Regions from separate parts of the Mus musculus genome. Here all the other regions are linked to region 1. The links are chromatin contacts, called in public promoter capture Hi-C maps. All regions are on one chromosome and are shown on one strand. The core of a region is the stretch at or near the end of the contact, and the rest is flanking DNA. Distances in the headings are between cores, read along the strand shown. Region 1 holds the start of Acaa1a (acetyl-Coenzyme A acyltransferase 1A). Region 2 holds the start of Ano10 (anoctamin 10). Region 3 holds the start of Snrk (SNF related kinase). Region 4 holds the start of Higd1a (HIG1 domain family, member 1A).

The links. Promoter capture Hi-C pulls out the DNA fragments that hold promoters and counts their contacts. Capture Hi-C pulls out chosen DNA fragments and counts their contacts.
Region 2: a contact with region 1 is called in a promoter capture Hi-C map of liver, with 2.6 times the contacts expected there. The contact joins the promoter of Ano10 here to the promoter of Acaa1a in region 1. A contact is called at or near these places in 1 of 39 promoter capture datasets (pre-B cells) and 2 of 9 other capture datasets (adipose tissue and liver).
Region 3: a contact with region 1 is called in a promoter capture Hi-C map of pre-B cells, with 6 times the contacts expected there. The contact joins the promoter of Snrk here to the promoter of Acaa1a in region 1. A contact is called at or near these places in 1 of 39 promoter capture datasets (pre-B cells) and 1 of 9 other capture datasets (liver).
Region 4: a promoter capture Hi-C map of adipose tissue shows a contact between it and region 1, with 2.9 times the contacts expected there. The contact joins the promoter of Higd1a here to the promoter of Acaa1a in region 1. A contact is called at or near these places in 2 of 39 promoter capture datasets (liver and pre-B cells), 1 of 115 datasets of contacts at active chromatin or transcription factors (extraembryonic endoderm stem cells) and 1 of 9 other capture datasets (adipose tissue).

The regions. Positions count from the first base shown.
Region 1 is chr9:119,339,558-119,342,795 of GRCm38.p6, forward strand. Acaa1a (acetyl-Coenzyme A acyltransferase 1A) reads left to right here and starts at 1,737. Exons shown (of 12, transcript NM_130864.3): 1 at 1,737-2,128; 2 at 2,268-2,361; 3 at 3,166-3,223. The coding sequence starts at 1,958. Myd88 (myeloid differentiation primary response gene 88) reads right to left here and starts at 461. Exons shown (of 6, transcript NM_010851.3): 1 at 75-461. The coding sequence starts at 402.
Region 2 is chr9:122,292,899-122,296,136 of GRCm38.p6, forward strand. Ano10 (anoctamin 10) reads right to left here and starts at 1,525. Exons shown (of 13, transcript NM_133979.3): 1 at 1,406-1,525. It overlaps Gm26797 (predicted gene, 26797), which reads right to left. Exons shown (of 5, transcript NR_168548.1): 5 at 3,012-3,228.
Region 3 is chr9:122,115,555-122,118,792 of GRCm38.p6, forward strand. It overlaps Snrk (SNF related kinase), which reads left to right and starts at 1,712. Exons shown (of 8, transcript NM_001357775.1): 1 at 1,712-1,853.
Region 4 is chr9:121,856,344-121,859,581 of GRCm38.p6, forward strand. Higd1a (HIG1 domain family, member 1A) reads right to left here and starts at 1,453. Exons shown (of 4, transcript NM_019814.5): 1 at 1,169-1,453. It overlaps Gm47112 (predicted gene, 47112), which reads left to right and starts at 1,404. Exons shown (of 1, transcript NR_168944.1): 1 at 1,404-2,865.

The sequences.
Region 1 (3,238 bases), core at 487-2,986:
AAATGAACAAGATTAATATGCCAAGGCTAGCCTCGTTGATCCTTGGCACAAAGCCAGGAAGCACGTTTCCTCACCGATGCGCGACTTCAGCTCCTTCAGTATATCCTCACGGTCTAACAAGGCCAGCAGCTCTAGCAGCCTGCCGACAGACGCGCCAGAGCGCCCCTGCCAGGCATCCAACAAACTGCGAGTGGGGTCAGGGCGCGTTTCCAGCTCTCGGATCTCCAAGTACTCGAAGCCCATCTCCTCCGCCAGCAAGGTCCAGTCGGCCGCCACGGGCGTCCGAGGGTTCAAGAACAGCGATAGGCGGCGCCTCACTCCCACGTTAAGCGCGACCAAGGGTATGGAGAACATGAAGGAGTCCAGGGACCCGGATCCCACGCGGGGGTCTCCCGCAGACATGGCAGGCAACCCTGGGCCCCCGGTGCCGTCCAGTACGCTCGCCTGTGGAGTTTCCTACTTCCCTTAAGTCTCCTGCCAGCCCCTCCTTCTTTCGCTTTCCGAGAAGCTCCGCCCTTTGCTAGAATCTAGACTACGGGGCCAGAACTACCCAGCCTAAAAGTCAACCCACTTGTGCTTCTAACGTTTGCTCACCTCCCCTCGAAGGTGTGAGAATTTATATAAACCGCCTCTGGCATCTGCCTTGGCCCACCGATCAAGGTGGATGGACTAGGCGATCTGGTAGTGGTTATTATGCATGGTTAGCTCAATCAGCCTTGTTTAGGACTTGAAGGAGTTACAGCCCTTCTGTACAGTAATTTATATTCTGGTAGTAGGGAGGGAAGAGACAGACTGGCTTCGGAAGTAGTAACCCGAAGGCTCAGTCTACCTTTAGCTATCTGATGTCACTTGTGACTCTGCTTTTTAAAGGGGAAAGCCCACGACCTTGCCCATAAATTGGCATTTAGGGTATCTTGTCCTTTGTTTTCTGAGACAAACAGCACTACCTTCCCGGGGTCTGCAAAAAACACGCGGAACCTACCACCTTACTCTTTAACGTTGGGTCTAGACCCAAGGAAGATTTTTTCGTTAATTCACTTGGTTAATCTATTTAGGTGTCAATCTCCAATACTGGGTCTCCCTCCACCCTCCACCCCCATCCCCGGGTTTAGTAGAATTCCTAGGGGAATGTGGGCACTAATGGCACTATCCCAAACAAACGTAGATCAACAGGCTTAAGACGAGTGGGGCACGTTACAGTTAGAACCTGCCTGCCGTTCAGCACCTTAATCGGTTCTTCACACCAGCCCGGAACCCAAAATTACTTTGTTTTCTGAGAGAGCTTCTGTGACAGCCAACCCGGTTGGGGCTTAACTAGGTGCCTCAACATTTTCTAGGTCCTCAGTTCTCGGTTTTGGGACCCGGGGCTGAGCACAGCAAATTTTGATGGGAGACAAGGGTCTTCTCGGGCTAGCTCAGCAGAGAAGCCATGGGCCGGGCTCCGCCTTCTACGCGGCTGCGCGCTGAGCTCAAGGGGAGGGACTCCCTTGAGGCTGAGTTCATCCTAGGAAACCAGAAGTTTGGGAAACCTCCTTCCCCAATGTCTACAAAAGGTTGTGCAAACTTGGAAGTTTCCAGTCTGCCTTTCAAGGAGGATTAAGAGTGCGCATTACGATTGGCTTCCGTAGGATTGGCGGGCGGGGCTTTGAGTGGAGAGAAAGCGTCTTAGGACGGGCGTTGGGCGGGACTCTGGGGCAAGGGGTGAGTGGGCGGCCCTCAATCAGACTCCCCTTAATCTAATTGGTTGTACCTAGGAGTGGGCAGGCCCTCTAAAGACCCCATCCTACCTCTCGCAGTATCATTCTACCGGGGTTGTGATCCCCTTTCAGGCCTTGCGACGTAGAAGGCTGTCCTGCGCCTGCGCCCGCGCCTGCGCCTGCGCCTGCGCCTGCCATCATTCCTGTTCCTAAAGCTCTGCACCCAGAACCTAAACGAGTAGGTAGGACCCACCTCCGCGATGCATCGGCTGCAGGTAGTGCTGGGCCACCTGGCCGGCCGGCCCGAGTCGAGCTCCGCGCTGCAAGCTGCGCCCTGCTCCGCTAGGTTCCCGCAGGCCTCGGCCTCCGACGTGGTGGTGGTGCACGGACGGCGCACCCCCATCGGCCGCGCCAGCCGTGGAGGCTTCAAGGTGAGGCCCCTCGGGCGGGCGAGGGGAGCAGAAGGCGGCCAGCGCGGATGGAATTCTGCCGTCGGGGGTCCGGTGACCGCAGAGTCCCCGGGCGGGGATGCGGGAGCTGGGCTCACCGCTGCTGCGCCTCGCCCTGCAGAACACCACCCCCGACGAGCTTCTGTCGGCCGTGTTGACCGCGGTTCTCCAGGACGTGAGGCTAAAGCCTGAGCAGCTGGGAGACATCTCCGTGGGTGAGCTCCCCTGCGGGTCCTGCACCGGCCCTCCCCCGCCCTCCTCCCGAAGCTTCACTTTCTCTCCGAGAACCTGGGTTTCACTGAGCAAGACTACAGACTCCACCGATTTAAGTGGGATGGTTGAAGGACCCTTTTACAGGGTTCGCCTAAGATCATCGGAAAACACAAATATCTACATTACGATACTTAACAGTAGCGGAATTACAGTTCTGATGTAGCAATGAAAAATAACTTTATGGCTGGGGGTCACCACAGAAGCCTAGATGTTCCTGGAGACTGCAGGAGGTGAGAAAACGCAGTTCTCTACCTACATGGTGTCCTGGGTTACAGGTGCAGATGGATTCACCCCCACCCTGTCCTAACCCCTGCTTTACCTGAACTAGAACATAGAGTAGGACACGGTCTTGTCCCGAGGTGCCAGCCTGTTCCTCGTCCCTGCAGCAACGCAGGGCTTGGCGGAGGACACTTGGGGAGGTGAGCAGTTGCAGACTCCCTTTGCCCATGGCTCTGCACAGTGTCTCTTACTCTAGAGTCTCTCCTGTTACCAGGCAAGCCCTTGCCCCCAAGCCTGTGATTTAGAGGAGCATGCTCTGGCCCTCCATCACTGGACAGGTGGATGACAAGCTGTTGGGTAGCTGTCTCCCTATTTTCCACACACTGAACTTTTATAGTTTCACATGAGCCTGGGAAAACCCTAAAGTGATCCGGAAGAAAGATCTGGAATGTCTCTTCTCTGGGACTCCCAGCTGAACCCTAGTATGCAGGACACTACTTGGTACTGAATACGTTTTCTATCTACAGGCAATGTTCTTGAGCCAGGAGCCGGGGCTGTCATGGCACGCATCGCCCAATTTCTGAGGTAACTCTTTTCCCT
Region 2 (3,238 bases), core at 275-2,774, 3.0 Mb after region 1:
ACACATTCCATGGTATGTGTAAACCCACATGCACACATACAATAATATGTAAAAAAAAAAAAAAACACTTTTAAATATACAAATTAGGAAGAAAAACAAAATGCTACTAGAGGTCATAGGGTTCTGAGCATTCCTACAGGGCATTTATATTCTCAACTTTATCCTCTTTTCTGTGTTCCAACCTTTCTAGTTTTCCTCTTTACACACTCATACACACACGCACACGCAACCACACTACAGTCTATCCAAATGCACACTCGTTACAGTTTACCAGGCCTTGTCTATGCCTGTCTGATATTCTGCATCTCTCATTTCTCATCAAGAGGACCTAAATTTGGACTCCAGCACGCAGTAGAGTGCTTCTGTAATCCCAACTCCAGGTGATATGGGAGACAGAGACAGTAAAACCCTAAGAAGCCATAGGGCTGAATGGCCTGGAACAGGCAGCACAGCAGCAAAAATGAAAAGACACAAAGACATCCTATCTCAAACACGGTGGGAGGCAAGGGCCCACACCTGTGTCCTCTGTCCTGTACAAGCCTGTGTGTATCCGTTTGCCTGCACTCACAATAACACGAACGCACAGACAAAAATTTTTAAAAACCAAAAACCAAACCAAAGCAAACCAAAACAAAAAAACCCCAGAAAACAAAACTATATGCCTAGTAAAGTCACAGCCTCTTTGTCTGTGTGAGTGCCCTCGGACGTTCATGCCAGGTAAACAGCAAGCATCTCCCTCCCAGTTTACCCTGGTTAAGGGATGCACGGTTGCATTTAAAATTGTTTAAAGACAGAAAGAGTCCTTAGAAATATCTAGTCCTCTAAGGTTACTGTGACTTTAAATGGAAACCAGGCCACTCACAGTGCACCTGAAACTTTTAAAACTGCCGGGATTCGATTACAACATCAGGGTTTAAGGGATTGCGATTCAACTGTGGAGTGGGAACAAACTTGAAGAGACTTCAGTCAGACCGTCTACGCACCGCCTCAGCTATGGGAAAGAACAAACAGGGTTTCGGGTAGGGACAGGGCTCTGCACCCTTCACTGGAGTCATGCGACACCTATCACGGAAAGCGCACAATGGGCCCGGTCAGAAACCTCAGACCGGATCTGTTCACAACCCTAGAGAGACCGCGAGGTGTGACACAATCAAGGCTACCGGGCACCTTCCCCGAAGTGTCAATCAGAGCAGCCCGACACCCCGGGATCCCATGGTCAGTCAGAGACGGCCCTGCTCCAGGCCTGACGCAAATCCAGAGCCGGCCGACATCCCCCTGCCTCCGCCGGCTTTCACACCCTTGCGGATCTCCAGCCCTGACCAGTGCTTCCGTGGCTCTTTCCCTGTCGCGGGGGGGGAGCATCCCCAGCGGGCCCACCACACGGACTGCGCCCCTCCCCACTCACCGGCCGCCCACGCGGCGTCCTCGGGGACCGCGGGAGCGGGGAGAACCAGGCCCGCGGCGCTAAGGCGGACTGGATACACGACCGGGGCGTGGCGCCTTGGCCGACAGGAGGCGTCAACGACCGGGAGGGGCGGGGCCTTCCGGCTGTCACTCGGCGTGGGGGGCGGGATCACCGTGAAAGGGGCGGTGCCTTAACAGTTGTAAGTCCCGAGGAAGGGGGGCGGAGGTGTCAGAGTGAAGCTTCACTGGCTGACCCTCGGGAGAGGGGTGGGGCCGCGACGGAAGGGGCGGGGCCATGAAGGTTCTCATTTTGGTGGGATGTGGTGGTGCTGCATGGGCGTGGCCTCATCAGCTGTCGTTGTAGAGAGACATGTTAAAGGCGGGGCTGTGGCGAGTGGGGTGGGGCTTGGGTTGCTGTCACTCACGGCAGAAAGGGAGCCTCATCCGGAGGGGTGGGGCCTCGCTAGCGGTCCTCGTGGTGGTATGGGTGCGGGCTGGGTCTTGGCTTTGCTGGGTAGGGAATGGAAGGGAAAGGATAAGGCTCCTTACGCTTTCCTTTTCTTAATCTCTTAGACCAGAATCCAGACACCTGCCCACCTCTACCCTCTACCGTCTAGCCTCCACCCTCCACACCCTTCCAGTTTTTGCCTTCCTCCAGGGGACAAGGCCTTCACCCCAACCCCTGGGGGTGTTCCGGTTTGGAGGTTGTCCTCCTAGCCCCCTCTCTGCCTTAAGGAGCAATTCTTGGCTGGTTTTCAGCAGAATTCTGAAGCTCTCTTCTCTCTGAAAACCAAGGCAAATCTTTCAGAACTTTAACAATTAGAGTCAATTGACGACTCAGGAGACTTGTGGGTTTCAGTTGGAGAGTTCCAATTTTCTCAGCCCCTGAACTTACATTCATCCTTGCATATAACTTCATTCTTTGGTATCTGATTGGAAATGTTTGAAATTTTTTGAAAAACAATCATTTTAATGGAATATCTATTAAATCCTTTTTGCTCAGATAGTCTTTATACTGGAGATTAAACCCAGGGCCTTGTGCATCCTAGGGAAGAGATTATCCCAGCCCTCTTGGGAGTAATCTTATCACAGCTGAATTAACAAAATTTAGTTAAGCTGTGTTGGTGGCCCACACTTTTGTAGTCTCAGATACTCAGCAGACTGAGGCTGGAAGATCACTTGAACTGAGGAACTAGAGACCAGCCTGAGCAATGTAGTGAATCTCCATCTCAAAGCAAAGTACAAGATGTGAGCCTGAGTCATGGTGCCATGCCACTTAGTTTTTGTGAACCTGACACACCAATAGTTGCCTGAGAGGAAATCACATTAAGGAACAGCCTCCATCAGACTGGCCTTTGAGCTTGTGTGTTGGGGGGGAGGGGGGGTAGGGAGGAGCATTCTCTTGATGATGTGGGAGGGCCCAGCACACTATGGGTGGTACCATCCTAAGAGGGTGGAACCTGGCTGTTTAAAAGAGCAGGCAGTAAGCAGCAGTATTCTTCTGTAGTCTTTGCTTCAAGTTCTGTCTCCAGGACCCTGCCTTGAGCTCTTGACCTGGCTTACCTTAATGATGGACTATAAGTCAAATAAGCCCTTTCCTTCCCACGTTAGTTCTGGTCTAAATTTTATTGGAGCAACCAAAGAAGCAGGCTAGGACAGGCATGTCTTAGTTATTCTTTGCTATGTAACAACCCCCTTTGCAAGGCTCCATGCTCTCATGTTCCCAAGAGTCCTTCTTTCCAGTTGCTTCCTCTAGAACAGTGGTCCTCAACCTGTGGGTTGTGGACCCTTTGGAGGGCTCCAATGACGTTTCACAGGGGTCACCTAAAACCAT
Region 3 (3,238 bases), core at 462-2,961, 2.8 Mb after region 1:
CTGTCCTATGTTATGAATGTTCTTTCGGGGTACAAACTTGGCTACTGGACTTCCCTTGGGAGACCATTATAAGTGATGCTTTTATTCCTTCATTGGCCACAGTGTCCCTGACTAGTGACAGTTCCCAGAGGGCAAAGGTCTTTCAGCAAAAGAGCAGATTGTGCAAGACCTAGTTAGGAGCGGTTGCTCAATGTGTGTCTAAATTAGAATCTCCCTGGCAGAGCTTCTAAGATGGCTCAGCAGGTGGGGGTGCCTGCTGCCTCGATTGCTAATTCGAGTTCCATCCCTAGGACCCATGTGGTGTCAGACAAAGAGACAGAGCTTTCTCTTCTACAGGTTGACTTCTACATGGATGTTGAACATACACACACACACACACACACACACACACACACACATGTAAAAAAATAAGAAAGAGAGACATGAAGAAAGAAAAAGAAAACATTTCCACGTCAAATGACACTGTCCTTTCATGATCCTAAGTCAGGTGGGGCCTGCGTGAGCAGAGGCCAATGCTGGGGTTTTCCTATGTGCACTTTGCCACCCAGGGCTAAAGCATTAGGATAATTGAAGGTCTAAGCACACATTTCAGCAGAAGATCGAGACCACCTTCCCAGTCATTCTGCTTCCCAGCCATCTTCAGGCATGCGAAGTGGATGTTGTAGTATAAATAAATAAATAAATAAATAAACAAATAAATAAATGAAGGGAGGAAGGAAGAAGACTTGCCATTTTCTGACCAACAGAGATGGCAAAAGCCATTTAGATTTTTTTGTCCAGTCAGTTGAGTCAGGCTTGGACATGTAAGAAGCTCATTCTGCTTGTGTGTGTGTGTTTTTTCTTCTTCTGTGGATGCAGGAACACAGAAGGAAAAGTAGGGGAGAGAAACCTGGCACCTGGCTTCTTTTCAGGAGCCCCAGAGGACTAGTCTCCATGGCTCATTATCCTTCCAGGAGATAGAGCTGGGAGTTCCCTCCCTCTTGTCCTGCCACCACTAACATCCCTTTCTGAGTCATCTTGGAACAGAACCATGAACAGCCAAGTTAGTGCCTGCTGTGTACTTCTCCACGTTGTTTCTCAGAGGCTGCCTGGCCTGGCCAGTGACTTTTGACTCTAGAGGCAAGCCTGCATTCAGGTGTTGGGCTTTGCTTCTTTCTGCTTTAGTGGTAACAAAAGCAACAGAATTCTTCAAATGTATTCCCAGAGAGAAGAAAAAGTAAAGAAATGTGTATGTATATATATATATATGTGCATATGTGTATGCATGCTTGTGTATATATGATACACACACACACACACACACACACACACACACATATATATATATATATATATATATATATATATATATGCACGTGCATATGTATATTAATTTTGTTGTCTCTCATTGCTTCAAGCTAGATGGGAGATAGGGTGAACATTGATGGATAAAGCGCATGTGCTCCTTGCCCTCAGCCCCAAGATCTCTTCCAATATCCCCTGAAAGCTATAGCTCTAGCTGCTATGCCTGCTGCCGCTGTCCATCGTCCTGGCGCTTCCTTCTGCATAATCTCTATTCTTTCCAGAGTAGGATGTGCTCAGGCCAGGGCCAGGACGCCCTCCAGTAGACCCTGAGCTGGCCTGCAGGTGCGCCGGGTTAACCCCGCCCCGCCCGACCCAAGGCCCCGCCCTCACACAAGACCCCACCCCATCGCTTTCGTCACGATGACGCAAGGCCCGCGCCTGCGCAGCGCGGCCGCACCCCCGGCCGCCCGCTCGGTATTATGATTAGCCCTGGGTGCGGGGTTCCGGCGGCCGGGAGGGAGTTGTCGACGCCGCGGCCGCTGCGGACGGATGCCCGCCTGCCGGCTGAGGTAGGGCGAGCGCGGCGCGGGAGCGTGGGCCGGGTCTGCGCTTCTCCTCAGCGGCCGCCTTAGCGGGGCTGGGCTGGCGCCGCCGCAGGCGGAAAGTAAGTTGCGCGCTCGGCCCGGGGTGCCCTGCGCAGAGGACGCGGCCCGCGGCACCACCCCGGCCCCGAGCTCGCCCGGCCTGCGGGCTTCGCGCAGCCCGGCCCGGCCCTGCCCTTGCGGCCGCCGCGGGATTGCGGCAGCGCGGGAGTCGACGCGGCCCCGCGCCGCGCCCGCAGCGGGCCCCGGGCGACGCGAGATCCACGGGCCTCAGTTTCCCCGTGGGCCGCGAGTCCCGCTGCAGAGCCGGGCGGCCGCCGCCTCACGATAGCTCGGGGACGCGGTTGTCTACGGAGAAGGGCGCTCGGCTGCGGAAGGGGCAGCGGTGCGGCTCCCCGGGGACTGCTCGGATTTTTTCGCGTTAGGAGACGCTGTTCTTTTCCGTAGACATCGCCTGTTGATTTCTTTCCGAACCATTTGCAATAAAAACAAACACCTTGTTGCCTTTTGCTTGGACTCGGGAGCCAGGAGAGTGGCAGCCCTTTAAGCTTAGGCTTCCTCCAGCTGTGATGTTCTTAAACAGTGGGGTCAGCTACAACCTAGGAGCTTCGCTGTGAGTTCGGGTCGTGTATGCATTGGGGAATTTCTCTCCGGGGTTCCTAAGACTGTAGAAGTCAGAGGCTGTAGGGCCTCTGGGCTGTCAGGTTTCTTACTTTCCCTTCCGTTTAAATGAGCGTATTCTCCAAGTCTTAGGAGCCTTGGTGAAACCACCTGGATGCTTGAAGTGTTTTGTCAGGTTTAAGGTGAAGTAAGCGATGGACCTACAGGTGTACAGCTCTTTCTGCTGAGTTTCCAACAGATTCCTGTCCAGGGTCAAAAGGCTCAGTTTGGATTCTTTGTAGGGATTGGGACACTGTCCCAAATTGATCCCTAACTTATCACAGTTCGTATCGGTGCAGTCTGAAGCCCAGGTTGTCAAGGATTATGTAATCAACTTGTTAATTTCTAATCTTGTTACAGTGTTTTCCAGATTTATAAAACCATTCCCTTCAGAGAAATCTGTCTTCAGCGTCTGGTTAAATATTTCTCTTGGAATTGGGTTCTTGAAGACAATTCTGTATGTGTGTTAATTAAACATACTAATTAGACAAGTTTCTTTCAGAGAACATCAAATACATAGCAATTTTTCTGGCTGTCAGTGTAAAATTGACCCATTTTACAGACCTAGGGATGAAAGAAATTATATGACATTCCCAAGGTCACATAATGAAGCTGGGTTAAAAAAAAATCGAGGGCATAGCACTGACTTAATATTCCTGTCCTCAAAGCTTTCTGATCAGAAACTCTTAAGT
Region 4 (3,238 bases), core at 203-2,702, 2.5 Mb after region 1:
GGGCTATTCTCTCTTCAGTTAAATTATCTAACAATTTCAATTCCAAGTTAAAAAGATTTTTTCCCACTAGATTTTTTTTTATTATCTCACTCACCCAATGACTGACCTATATCTGTCAGAAAGTAGAACATATTTTTATTTTTAAGTCAGCAATAACCAGATATTCAAACTTAGTTTGCTGAGCACATTATTCTGTAAGGCCAGGCATAACTACTGACACACTTTTCCAAAGGCATGGCAACCTAGAAGAGGTAAATAAGAAAATGGTTGGGCATCAGGTGATATAACAGCTGAAGACTCTTCCCAGCATGTCCCTTTGGTCCTAAGAACTATTACCTAAAATAGTAAATTTTAAATTCTGATTTTGCCTAAGTTACCTGTCAGCTTGTGCAAAATGGCTTCTCTGAGATTGTGATTCAAACGGCCAGGGGCACAACACTAGGATTTGTATCTTAAGAAGCCCTTTCAAGTTATACTGTGCAGAGAAGACCTTCTAGCACATTCCAGGAGCACCGAGAACCTTTTGAACCTGTCAAGAATTTGCATCCAAACTGTCAATTTGCAGGGGGCCTCAGTAGTCCGGGAAGCAGATTCCCGGGTAGGGATCACCCCCTCAAAGAGAGGACTGCTTTCCACCCCAGGAATAAACGAGGGAAGCAGAGAACAGAATCGAGTCACCCGGACGGCTGGCACACCTGAACCTTAGTCGTGCTTTTGTGATCTCTGCACCCCGTTCCCTTGTCAGGGGCATTCGCATTCCGCCACAGCCTTCCCTCCTCCATCCGGTGACACAGGGTCACGTAAGGTCTGCGCAAACCCCGGGTGGCGCCCGGGAAGGCCAGGCCGAGGTGCCCGAGCGCTGCGCCCTGCCTCACCTCCCACCTTCTTGTGACCTTGTCCAGACTCCTAGACCCGTGCGATCGCGCTCCCTCTCCCTCTCCTCCCACTGCTCCCGGGATCCCCGAAGCTGGCACCAGCCCGGTCCCCGTTTGCCATCGTTGCCTCCTCCGCGACTCTCGTTCCCTCGGCCACGATCCGCTCCAGAAGCTCCGGCCTCCTTCCTCCGGCTCCACATGCACTGGCCGACGGGGACCCCAAGTCCTCCGCCCACCCGAGGGACCCCCCGCCCCGCAGCCCTCGCCTCCCGCCCGGCTCCCGCTTCACTCACCGAGACGCGGGGTCCCTTCCAGTCCTGCCGGTTTCTGGCCGCCACCCGAGTGCGAGAACACCGGCTTCGCCTGCTGCGGCCACTGCTCGCCCCAGCCAATCAGAAGCCAGCAGCCGGCGAGGCCGGGCCAGAGACTCCCTTTACGTGCGAGGGGCGGTGGGCGTGGTCACTTGTAGCGCGGCGCCCATTGGCTGGGGGGCCGGCCCGGTTCGTGGCGGCGCGCGCTGTTCGTGTCAGACGTGAGGCCTGGGCGGCAGTGCTGGCGCGGTGCCGCCTGGCGGCCGCTGCCTCCCAACCCCAATTGCCTCGAGGTTCTCGCGACCGGTTCGCTGGGCTCCGCGAACGCCACGCACGCAGGCTAGACCGGCTTAGGTGAGCCGAGCGGCCCGCCCGAGCGGGAGCATGCGCCGTCGGGGCGCCTTTGGGTCCCTCCCCGGAGCTGGTGGTGGCCGGAGAGCAGTGACCTCACACATGCCTGGGGAGGAGTCTGATGGGGCAGGCAGCTTCCGGGGCGGGGCTTCGTGTGGGCTCCGGGGATGGCAGACACCGACAGCCCCACTATGGGACGTGTCTGTCCAAGACTCTCAGCGTAGCAGAACATGGCGGCCTCTGAGAGAGGTAGGCTACTGGTAGGTACTCAACTTTGAGTGACTTCAGGGAGAGGAACAATTGTCTCCTCACCCCGAATAGAGCACCAACCACGGACAAGAGAAAGGATTCCGTCTTGTCTACCCTGCCCACCCCTTGCCCCGCCAGAGGCAGCTCTGCAGAGGGCTTCTTCCCCCTTTGTGCACCGATTATATAAACTGGCAAGAGGAACCACAGTGAATCGGCTAACTTTCTAACTTCCCCATACCTCAATGTTTCTTTTCTTTGTAAACTAATTTTATTACATTTACTTGTGTGAACATTTGCTGAGGTCAGAGGACAACCTTCACCAGTCACCTCCTAATGTCTGGACCCTGGGGCTAGAACTCTGATTGTGGGATTTGGTGGCCTTTACCCAGTGAACCATCTTGTTGGGCCCTCAATACGTTTCTTGAATTTCCTGAAGGCTGGTGTAGTCTTATGAGCCACCTTCCAATAACTACATAACAGGTGTCATGACTGAATATTAAAATTTTGTATTACCATTTTATTTATTGTGGGGAGGGGCACATGTGCTATGGCAAATGTGTGGAGAGCAGAGGACAACATGAAGGGACCTGTTGTTTCCTTTGCCCACAGGTTCCAAGGATCAAACACAGGTTAAAAATTATTTGAGTTAAGTCATATGTAGGAAACATTCCATGTTATACATGATAAAACTCTATGCCTGTGGCTGGAGAGTTGTCCCAGTGATTTAAAGGCACTTGTTACTCTTCTTACAAGAGGATCCAGGTTCAGTTCCTGACACTCAACGTGAGGCTCCCAACCATCCCAACTCAGTGGAACTCAAACCCTCTTTTGACTGCTTCAGGCACCAGGCATGTATATATGATGCACATACATGTATACATGCAGGCAAGATACACATATTTTTAAAATAAAACTTTTATGGTGGTGCACACCTTTAATCCTAGTATTTAGGAGGGAGGCAGGTGGATCTCAGAGTTCAAGTCCTTCCTTGTCTACAGTACAAGTTCCAGGACAGCCAGGACTACACAGAGAAGCCCTGGTTCAAAGAACAAAAATGAAATAAAGCTTTCCATACCTTGGATATGTGGCAGCTTTGTGTCTTTGAAAGTATGTTCTTTGTATGGGTGTGCTAAACACAGCTTTGCTGAGCAGGAGTCAGTGGTGGTAAACGAAGAAAGACCTGACTAGAGAAAGCATGTTCCATAGGAGATCGGCAGTGCCCTGCTCTGAGTTTCTGCTGAGGCTGACTGAGCCTTGCCTGGAGTAACTGTTTTCTACACCAACACTTTGTTCAATTTCTAAAATCTCTTGCTAAGGCAGGATGCTTACCTGGGTAAGTAGATAACCACCAGATGTTGGACATACAGCTTATCACAAAGAACATTCAACTGTGCTGCACAGACCACAAGACATGGATGTATATACACCAATGAAAAAGCACCGTCTTATGAA